Regions from separate parts of the Mus musculus genome. Here region 2 is linked to region 1. The links are chromatin contacts, called in public promoter capture Hi-C maps. All regions are on one chromosome and are shown on one strand. The core of a region is the stretch at or near the end of the contact, and the rest is flanking DNA. Distances in the headings are between cores, read along the strand shown. Region 1 holds the start of Pter (phosphotriesterase related). Region 2 holds the start of Hacd1 (3-hydroxyacyl-CoA dehydratase 1).

Region 1 (5,425 bases), core at 1,320-3,819:
TCACATGGTCTTACTCATAGATGAAGTGTTAAAATGAATGACTATTGAGAGAGGAAGAACCAATCTTTTCCAGGAAAGAGCTCCCAAACAACTGGTGCAACCCAAGTGGTCTACACACATATAACATATGAGTGTAACATATAACATATGAGTGAAACTAAGCTAACTCAGCAGATTATACTTATAATGTATGTGGATATATGAAAATAATCATCAAAAATTCAGAAGCCGTGTATTTGAGAAGGAAATGAGAGTAGTACATGGGAGAAGTTGTAGGGAGAACAAGACAGGGGAAATAATGCCAATATAATACTTATATATGAAATCACAGTAAATAAATATCTTATTATTTTTATATATATGTGTGTCTGTGTATGGGTCTGTACGTGTCAGTAAAGGTGCCTAAGGAAGTCAGAGAATGATGTTGGAGCCTCTGGAACTGGAGTTACATGAAGCTGTGAGATGCCCAGCCTGGGTTCTGGAAACTGAACTGGGGTCCTCTATAAGAGTAAGAGATGAGCATCTCTCCAGCCACTATTTAATTTATTTTTAAACTTCGACGTTATTCGTTATTCAACTTGCAGCAGCATACAAATAACATACAATATACATCAAGACAACAATATACAGTTAGACCCAACATGCTAGAGTGTTTCACAGTTGTCTATGGTCGCACTTTACTGAGGGGAGGGGTGTTTAAATATAAATAAATGGTTTACATATTAATTTGCGATTTCATGATTCCCTTAATGATAATGAAAGCTTATGGTCATTCTCCTTTCCTGCGATCTTTTTAAGGTGTAAAATGCCACAGAAGAAAGAGTCCGCATGTGAAATCTGAATGCTGCTCGGTGGGTTTAATGTGGGCGGTAGAGAACTTTATCATTTCCCTAAAGGAAAAAAACTGAAGTCCGTTTTTAACATGAACCTTGTGCATAATTTCATCCCTGGGAGAGTGGACTGCTAAAATACAGAACATAATAAGTAATGGACTCTTAGGCCTCTCCGTAACAACCATTGCCAGGCACACTTTTATACGGCTTCATGGTTACCGTGTGAGCAATGAACAGTGGTAGCCAGCCCTGAAATCACGCCAGAAGCCTCCCTCGACCCATCTATTCATTATATCATCCCAGTGTGAGCCCCACTCATGGGAACAATATTCAAGTCTCCCAGGACGCAAAGGCAAGACTTACTCATGGGAGGGCATTCTGCTCTTCCTAACTTCCACATTTATTCTCCCCCTCTCTTAGTTTGAGACCCTATGTTTATTCTAGGATTTACCTAGCTAAATTTTTCTCAATATCTGCCCCTTACTAACCCCCTTATCAAGGGCTTCTCCTACTGTAGCATTGCTTAAAAAGAGAAGTAATCGAGGAAAGAAAGAGAAGGGAACTGTGTAACTTTCCTTCTTTCTTTCCTTCTGACTTAAATAAAAGTATTTTCTGCCTTCCAATCAAAGCTCCCTAAGAAGATATGGTACCATGGTTGATATAAACTAAACTGCAGTTTAGTCCTGGCCTAGAACTTGAAGAGCCTTCTCTAAGTCTGTTTCCTTGTCTGTAATCAGAGAAAAACTGCCTGCAGACTGGCTTCGCAGATAAAGGTGATTTGCCCATCTGAATTCCATCCCAGAACCCATATAGTGAAAGAAATTCCGAGGAAAACCGTTTTCACCTACACACAATACAATGTAACAACCTTTAAACAAGTAAAACTCTATTTTTAAACGTTAAGCAGAAACAGGTTGGTTTCCAAGTGTAACAGAACTGCCTTCATAAGCCATTGATTCTTAGCTCTAAACCTGTCTTCCTTAGAAATGACTGCTCTAAGTTCTTCCTCTTCCTCGGATTTCAGATTAAAATGAAATGGGAGTTCAATGCAGACAGGTAAGACTTTGTATGGTGACAGCGGCTCCTAAGACCATGATTTGCAGACTAGTGCATATTGACTGAGCTTGGTTCAGTGATGCCAAGTAGTAGGGCTGCTTCATGTGGTCTAGTACAGCACTCAAGTTTTAAATGCAGCAAGCAGGTCCAGGAAAACGAAAAAAAAAAACCAAAACAAAACAATCAACAAAAGAGAGAAAGCCAGAATTCCCTGTGTTAATCATAGGGATACAAAACGCAGCATGACATCAAATTGGCAGTGCTTGTCTTGGAGGACACAGGAAAAAAAAATTACTCAAGGAGTCTGTAATTGAGACCTGGGCAAAATCCAGTAGCTTACTTTCTCCTTGGGGATTTCACATCAGCTGAGCCAAAGAGAAATGGGATAATTAGGATGTAGACTGGGTGGGCTCTTAACTCAGCCTCTGAGAGCAGTTTAGCTGCAAACTTCAGGCTTGCTCCTGAGTAGGGCCTCCAGCTGGTGGGAGTTCAGCCTGGACTTAAAATCCTCCCTGTCAGAGCAGAAACCTAATGGGCGGGGTTTCAGAGCTGGCGCGGGCTCACAGGGAGTGGTTTTAAATCTGAGTGGGAGTGACTTAGGGTCAGTGGGCGGGGAAAAGGCTAGTGGACATGCAAAGTGGGAGGATCGGAGGGAGGGGACGGCGGCAGGGTGAGGCGATGATGCGGTGGGGGTGGGGGTGGAAGAGAGAGACAACTTCCCAAAGGGAGGGGAAGCCGACCTAGCTCAAGTCAAGTTCCCAGGGGGAGAAGGCGGCGCACAGCGCGGAATGAAGGAAGCCCCGGAGCTGGTTAAGTAGCTGTGGACCTGGTAGGAAAGGTGAGGACTTAGGCCTGGAACTCAGGGCTTGTCCTGCAAGCAGCCACGTGGAGCGGCACCCTGGGAAAGGGGAAGCGGCCCTGCCACCTTTCTCTGGAGGTCCCGGAGTTGCAAAGACCATGGGGCCTGGCTTCAGGAGCCTTGGAGAACTGACTTGGGCTCAGAGGGCGCTGACCTTCCCCCAACCTCAGGTCTCCCAAAGTCTGATTTGAAAGCTCGAGGCCCTGAGCAGGTCCCGTGCTGTACTTGCTCGGTTCTGTCTGACTGCTGAACTCTAGGGACCTGTTGCAGTAGCTTTGCTCTCCCTACATGGGCTGAAATGGAAGGTGGAGGCATCTGTTCCCTGCTCCGGTTTCTTTAACAAACTTCAACAGCAGAATCCACTTTCTCCTGGATTGTTTACCTTCTTGTAGCTGTATTGCAACACTTAAATGTGACTCCTTAGATATCTGAGCAAAGTTTATACGCCCTGATTCTGAGTGGTGGCTGTAAAGATGCCTTAGATATAGTGATACCTGCCAGGGCAGACATCTTCAAATCTCCTCCGACATGGAGTGACTAACAAGCGTTTACTTTTTGTACTCAAGGATACTGCTTTCGTTGCGACAAAGAAAGAATGAGTGGTCCCGGGGACTAGACAACCACTTGGACCATTCCATTTTAGTTTACATAGACAGAAGGGATGGATGGATGTCCAACAGTATCCTTGAGGCCTGGTGCCATTCTATAAATAATGAATTCACGCCAAAAAAAAAAAAAAAAGAAAGAAAAGAAAAAGGAAAGGGAAGAAGAGAGGAGACAAGGAGGGAGAGGGGGAAAGAGAGAGAGAAAGAGAGAGAATCGCAGTGCGCACCGAAAAGAAAAAGATCAGACTATTTCTGACTATCAATCAGTCAGATGACAATTTTCAAAAGGATAATTTGAACACCAGATTCTGCTAGTGTGTCTTTATGAAATTATGATTTTATTTATGGAGGCTGGATGTTACTTTAAAATTATCAAAGTAACTGAAACATAGTATATGTAGTTTTGGAGTCAAAGAGGAAACAGATTTTATTTCTGTTCCTGGTTCCTGAATCCTAGGGATGTCCAAGTACTTATTTTTTGAAATTTACCTAAACTCTAAAGTCTAATTAATTACACAGCCTTGCCAGATAGCTTCATGGTATGGATGAGCAAAATCCTATACAGAATGTTCAAGCAATACAGCTGGAAGGTGTTAGGAGGAGTGGTTTTTGTTTTGTTTTGTTTTGTTTTTCCTGACTCCAAAGCCTGTCCTCTTATCTCTTAGACTATCTCCACCTTGAATATTATTGGCAGGTCCTCCCTCCAATGTATATATCATGAATTGGGCTACAATATAAGAATCATCTCTGGCTTGGTACACCAATGCCAGCTACTCAGGAGGCTAAGGAGGGAGAATTTCAAGTCCCAAGCCAGATTGGGCTACAGAGTAAGACCCTGTGCTGTACTGGCCTAGCATGCATAAAGCCCAGTGTGCAACCCCAACAATAAAAGAATAAAATAATCTTATTTTAAAGAGAAAGGAAATGGCTGCTGATTGGAAGAACTTGGACCTATGAGGCCTCTCTCTGGTTCCAGTTCTGTAGTCACAGAGCTCTGTACACATTGCTTATCTTTCCTAGGTACATAGACGTTCATTGATCTCCAAGTTGTTACTCAACCTAATACTCTATGGATTTATGAAAATAAGATACTGCTTTTAGTTAATGGTGTTTTGGTCACATCTGGTGTTGAAATTACAAGGTGGCCAGAAAGGGTTACTTTATTCAATCAATAAATATGTATTCTGTGCCTGAGTGCTCCTGGGGATTGTAATGAGAGCAAGAGAAATAAAGGCAGCAGACTCTTGAGTTTATATTCTGTTTGGGAGTGAAGGAGCCACCAAATAAATGTACATATTAATATCAGATTAAATTAGTGTGCAGCTCCAACCTGTAAGTCAGGGGCTGTGATGGGTAAGAGCAGAGTGTGCGCTTTAGGTTTGGTGATGGAATGGTCTCACCAATTCAGATTCAGATGTAGGAAGATCAGAAGGACTTAGAGATGTCCCTTTTACTGGGACCGACTAGGGCAGGAAAAGCATGAGCAAATCTGAGGGATTCTAGGAACTTCTGGAAGGTTTCAGCGTCTGACTCAAAATGAAGTTGGAGATTCGAGTGGGAGCAGGTTAGGTAGGGATTTGTGCCATTCGGAAAGGACTGTATATTTCAGTGTTCATCATGGCACAGAGGAGTGACATGAAGGTGGGTATGTTGAAGAAAAAGCAGAAGCTGAGGGTGGCTCAGGTGATGTCAGTGGTGGTGGAGGTGAAGTGTCACATGATTGCTAGAGCATCGCCATGTTTACTTTAACCCCACTGTGCCCTCTTGTGAGTTGGCATTCGCTGTCTTCCCGATGACCTCCTTCTCCCCCCCCCCATATTGCTAACTCCCCCACCGCACACTGCATCTATAACCTTGTTATTTATTTATTCCCTCTTATAAGAACGTCTTGTTTTGAGGACTGTAGTAGGCATGAGAGAGATGGGATCTCTCTATGTAGACCCTGATGTTTGATACTTTACTATGGAGCCCAAGCTGGCCGAAGGCTCAAGTCTCCTTGTGTTTTCTGTGACCTGGGACTATTTTCTCCTGACTGATGTTGTGTCATATGTAAATGAGGCTCTTAAGGATTT
Region 2 (5,198 bases), core at 2,663-5,162, 1.1 Mb after region 1:
AGAAAAATGAAAGCATAAGTCCACACATGAATGTTAAATATATTATAGTCCCAGACTAGAAATACCCATCATCAGGTAAAGGAATAAAGCAATTGTGGTATATTCATTCACTCAATCTACCATCCACAGCAAGCAAATGTTATCTAGACGGTATGGCTATTACTTAACATTTTGGGAAACGAAATTTGACTTATTGTTCTATCAAGGTACATTCAGTATAAGAGTATAAATCTTAGTGTCTCCCAAGTGTAATTTCAGATTAACCACTATGGATAGGATACTTTCTCTTGAAGTATGAGGAGCAAACTACTAAGCCTCACCCCTCTTGGGCCTCTGCATCAGCTCCTGCATCTGCCCATCAAACACCTCTGCTAAGAACTTCACGTCTATCGCCTCTTTACCCCTTGTTATAATCTAGCAAAGTGGTTGTGTTGTTCCAGCTCTGCAGGTGGGAAAACTAAGGCTCAGAGGCCAAACTACTTATCAACTTTACTCCACTACAGAACCTGCCATCAACAGTCTCTCAGTGTTTAAAAAATAAAATCCACACATCAGCAAGACACCTGTGGCCTTCCCATGGATGGGCCGAGCCACCATCTGTCTGTGCTTTGGGCCCATTGGTGCTGACTAACTGATGTCTCCCAGCCTCCCGTCTCTATACTAACACAGGCTGTCTCCTCAACCGTGTCTGGCAAACCCAGCTTAGCCTTCAAAGATCGATTCAAATGCTTTCATCTCCTTCACAGAAGTTTCTCTCAGTCTCCCTGTCCTCTCAGTCCTCTGGCTCCTGTTTTGTATGCACTCATTCTATTCTGTCTTTATTGCAGTTGGTGTCTACGTGTAAATGTCCAGGTTGTCCTTCTTCAGGGATGAGCCTGGGATATATGTCTTACAGCTCTTACATTACCCACATGACCTGAGAAAATGCATTAGCATCTATAGGGTCAGAAGCGTTCGTTGGCAAGCAAAGCACAGATGCTCACTACTATAGTCAAGAACCCATTATGAGTAAGCCATATATACATATATATGTATATATATATATATATATATAAACTTATATATTTATATAATACAAATCTCTCCATCCTTTAAAGGTGCCTCCACTCTGGATTTGCCGAAAGCCACTAATTATTCCAAGGGTCAGGGTAAGGGAACTTTAAAATGTCCATAGGGCCTGACTTAATCAATAATTGTACATTTCTTCTATACAGTCTTACATAACAATAAAAAGTATAATTTGAAAATTAGAATGTCGTAATTGAGTATCAAGCGGAAACAGGGCCTTATACAACAGACATTCATCACCAATGTTCTATAAGATATTCATCACCCATTCACTCATTCATTCATTCAATAAGTATTTATTACTTCCTGGAACTTACAATGAAGAATTAGTACAATCATGGTATGGTTGAGTGACAACAAGTGGGACGGAAAAAAATCAAAGAGTCAGGGTGTGCTAGTACATCACAGAAGGTGCCTGGGCATAAACCTGAAGGGTAAATAAGAAAATATGAAAGCTTATCTATGGGGGCTCATAGAACTACTGGGTAATCTGCCTTGATAAACAGTGGTCCCTCTCAGTAAAAAGACAGACACACTTAGAATAAGCACTGGCTTGCAGAAAGGAGGGCACAGCAGGACTAAAGTGTGAGGACACAAAGCCCCTCTAGGCAGGGGAGCCTAGAAAAGTTCAAAGGTACTGCTGCAGCCACAAGAAAAGGATGACATCACAGAAAGAGGGAACAGCAAAGACAAAGAGAACTGTAAAACGCATCCTGAAAAACAGAGTCAGGGGGTTTCAAAGGCAAGAACACTGGAAAGGTAAACTGGGTAGTACGGGAATCTGTGAAAATGGTTGTCGATGAGCACATCCCAAGTTCCTTAGGATGGGAGCCGGCCACCCGGGGATTATTTTAACTTTCTCAATCAAGATCTTAAACTGGGATTGTGCAGCAAGTTTTCATTTTTGAAACAATAACGTGGTCTTAAAAATGGAAAGCAGACTGGACAGGGAAGGGCCAGCCAATCAACTAACATAAGGTGAGTATTCCAAAAACGTTTACTCACTTGGTGAGCAAGTCTCAGAGGAAACCGGCCGCTCCCAGACCCTGCTGCATTTTGAGGCAACAGAGTATGGTGGGCATTGAACCATCTGCCAGTTGTTCTAAGGCTGTTTGCTTTTCTGAACTTTCAAAGGTCTGGAATTCAGGGCAGCAAGAAGATGAGGTTGCACAACTCTGGAGTGAGTCTCAGAGGAAATCCATGCCTGACACTTTCTGGTTGTGATCTCCAGCCAGTGACTTGGGGGTCTCTCCATACCTCACTCTAAAATATTATTCTGTACCCCTCACAGGATTGCAGAAAACTAAAAATTAGAAGACAGCCAAAGGAACCAGCACAGTCCCTGGCACACAGTAACCCCCAATAAATACATATCTACGAACTAATTATATTTGATGTTCAGTAGTATAATATATACTAGATGATCGACAGGAACATTTGTTAAATAGAATCACATTTTTTTACACGTTCACATTTTTTCTATAAGCTTCAGAGACTTTTAAATACTAAAGGTTTCTTCACAATCCTCTAACTTAAAACGTGAGAAGATATTGAGAAAGTAACTCTTTCTAAAGGCAAGACAGCAAAGGACATTTTCATAATGGGTTTCGGTCACAGTAGACCCATAAGTCATTTGATAGCCCTTTGATCCTAACTTCCTACTCACACTAGGTCTGGGGGGAGGCCAGAGATGGGGAGTAGGGTGGGTAGTCGGTAATCTGGAAAGGACAAGGCCAGAAAGATGCTGATTATCTGCCCTGTTCCAGATGTTTCAAACAAAGTCCCAAGTGGGCATTTCTAAGTGCCATGCTTAAAACAAAAACAGTAGGTGAAGAAAAAACAGTAGGTGAAGACACTGCCCAGCAATCCACAGCACCAGGAACCACACGGCCAGGGTCCGGTGCCCACAGCCAGCGGACAGCTCCCGGCTCGGGTGAATAGACCGGGCCGTTTCTTCAACAGCAGGCGGAGGCGGCCGAGCCGCAGTCGCCTGCCCCGTGGGTCGGCCCCACATTCCTGCCCGGGTCTATACTTAACCTCCGGCCCGCGCCCCGTGCCGCCGCGCCACACCGTGCACCGTATTAGGCAATGCCCAGCGAGCGGCGGCTGGCCGCCCCGCCCCGCCCCGCTCCATTCAACCCCGCTACGCCCCTCCCCCACTGCGCCGCGCGCCCCCGCCGCGCCGCGACCACCTAGGGCCCAGCACGCGCGCTCTTGCTCTCTGCGCCCCGGCCACTCTCCCAGAGTGCTCCGATCGCAAGTGGCCGGGCACACGCGCTGTCCCGCTCCATGTGCGCCTACGGGGCCGCGACCCCCAGTTGGCCGACACGCGCGCTCTCGCTCCAAAAGCCCCCGCCACCGTCGCGCGCCTCCGCCTAGACCCCTGACAGTTCCCCCGTGCGCTTCCGTTCCATCCCCGTGCGCGCGCCCTCGACCCCCAGCAGCCCCGCGAGAGCGCGCTCCCCGCGTCCCCGAGCCCGGATCGCTGAGGGACCGCACTGGTGCTTGCGGAGCGTGGAAGGACCTTCGCGCGCACGTACCCGGCCGTCATGGCGATATTGTAGAAGGTGAGCCAGGCGGTGGCCAGTAAGCCTAGGCGTCTCCGCTTGCCGGCGGCTTCCTTCTCGTCGCTGGCCTCGGAGGCGCCGTTGGTGCCGTCCTCCTCACTGGACGCCATGGTGACCGCGCACGCGGACCCGGAGGAGCAGCGCACAGGAGCGGGAGGGGCCGGCTGAGCGCGCCACTGAAGTGCCGCTGCCCGCGGCCGCCGCCTCGGTCCAGCGCTCCATGTGCGACGCGCGGGGGGTCGGCGCCGCCTGCCCGGCCTCCCGCGAGGGGGAGGAGCGCGCCCCCGGCCGCGCGCCCCGCCCCGGCGCCGCCTCTCGGGAGCGCGCGCTCAGGGCCCTAGCCCCGGGGTGGGCCAGCCGGGGTCATGGCTTCCAGGCAGTGTCACGCGGCGCGCTCCCGCGGGAGAGCTGTCCGCACTGGCTGCGACCTCTTCCTAGAGAGACGCGAGCGACGTGCGCCCTGGCAGTGGGTGCCCCGCTGGAGAGCCTTGTCCAGATAGAGCGAGTGCACCCGAGGTGGCAGGGGTTTTGCCCCGAGAGCAGGGTCTCCCTACCAAATGCTCGCTCTCCCGAGTTTCTGGAGAAGCAACTCCGGCCTAGCCTTGCCCCATGCCTTTCATTACTGGGTCAGACGGATGTCATGGGTTCTAGAGATCTGTTCTAAAGGAAGCTGGGAGAAAGGACGTAGGCAAAGAGGGATAGGTGTTAGGATACTGACAGGAAATCCAGCCATGGTGTTAACAAGTTTCCTGTCCTGCTGGGAAGAAGTGCCCAATGGCTCTCCACATTTAATCTCCCCTTTTTCTCTCTTCTTCTCAAGAACCATTCTGGTAATAGCCCCCTTTCCTTTCCCTTTATAGAGTGTGGCTAAGCAAGCAGCCTAGAGTCAGTTTACTGAAATTCAACCCCCAAATTCCTGACTCCACCAGTCTGGGAATTTAGAAGTTTGTGTATGCCTACATTTCTGCAAAAGAAAATAAAATGGTAAACCTCATAGAGAGATAGGGTTAAGGAAATGATCCATCAAAATCAAGTACTGACTTGATACTGTTTGTCAACTGAAGTATGCATATTAGTACTTTTCAGGCATCTTGCTTATAATGAGAGAAAGACATTTTGCAAAGGGCAACACTGTCAGAGGGGAGAAATGACTATAGGTTTGTCCATGAACTCCCCTGGGTGTGCACATTGTTGTGGATGTGAAATGGGAGGATTACCCGTCCAGTTTCAGAAATGTCAGGGGAAGTGGGGTTAAGTAAAACCTTCCAAGTGGAAAGTGTACTAGGGATAAATTTACTAAAGCAGGTGCCGGCCCTGTACACTGAACATTAAATCACTGCCATATGACACAACAGGCCTCTAAATCTCAAAATGTTACAATGTCAGTTCTCTCCAGATGCCAGCAGGTTTTATTTGAAAAGCTAAAACCTACAGATCCATGAACATGTATAGGAAGAACTAGGAGCATGTGCATAGCCTATTTATTATAAACCTCACTATGAAACTACAATGGTCAACCTAGAATAGTAAGCAGAAGGGAATTGTGGACCAATGTGACTGCAG

The links. Capture Hi-C pulls out chosen DNA fragments and counts their contacts.
Region 2: a promoter capture Hi-C map of adipose tissue shows a contact between it and region 1. The contact joins the promoter of Hacd1 here to the promoter of Pter in region 1. A contact is called at or near these places in 1 of 115 datasets of contacts at active chromatin or transcription factors (astrocytes) and 2 of 9 other capture datasets (adipose tissue and liver).

Annotation. Positions count from the first base shown.
Region 1 is chr2:12,921,472-12,926,896 of GRCm38.p6, forward strand. Pter (phosphotriesterase related) reads left to right here and starts at 2,570. Exons shown (of 6, transcript NM_001305437.1): 1 at 2,570-2,727.
Region 2 is chr2:14,052,123-14,057,320 of GRCm38.p6, forward strand. Hacd1 (3-hydroxyacyl-CoA dehydratase 1) reads right to left here and starts at 3,913. Exons shown (of 7, transcript NM_013935.3): 1 at 3,609-3,913. The coding sequence starts at 3,745.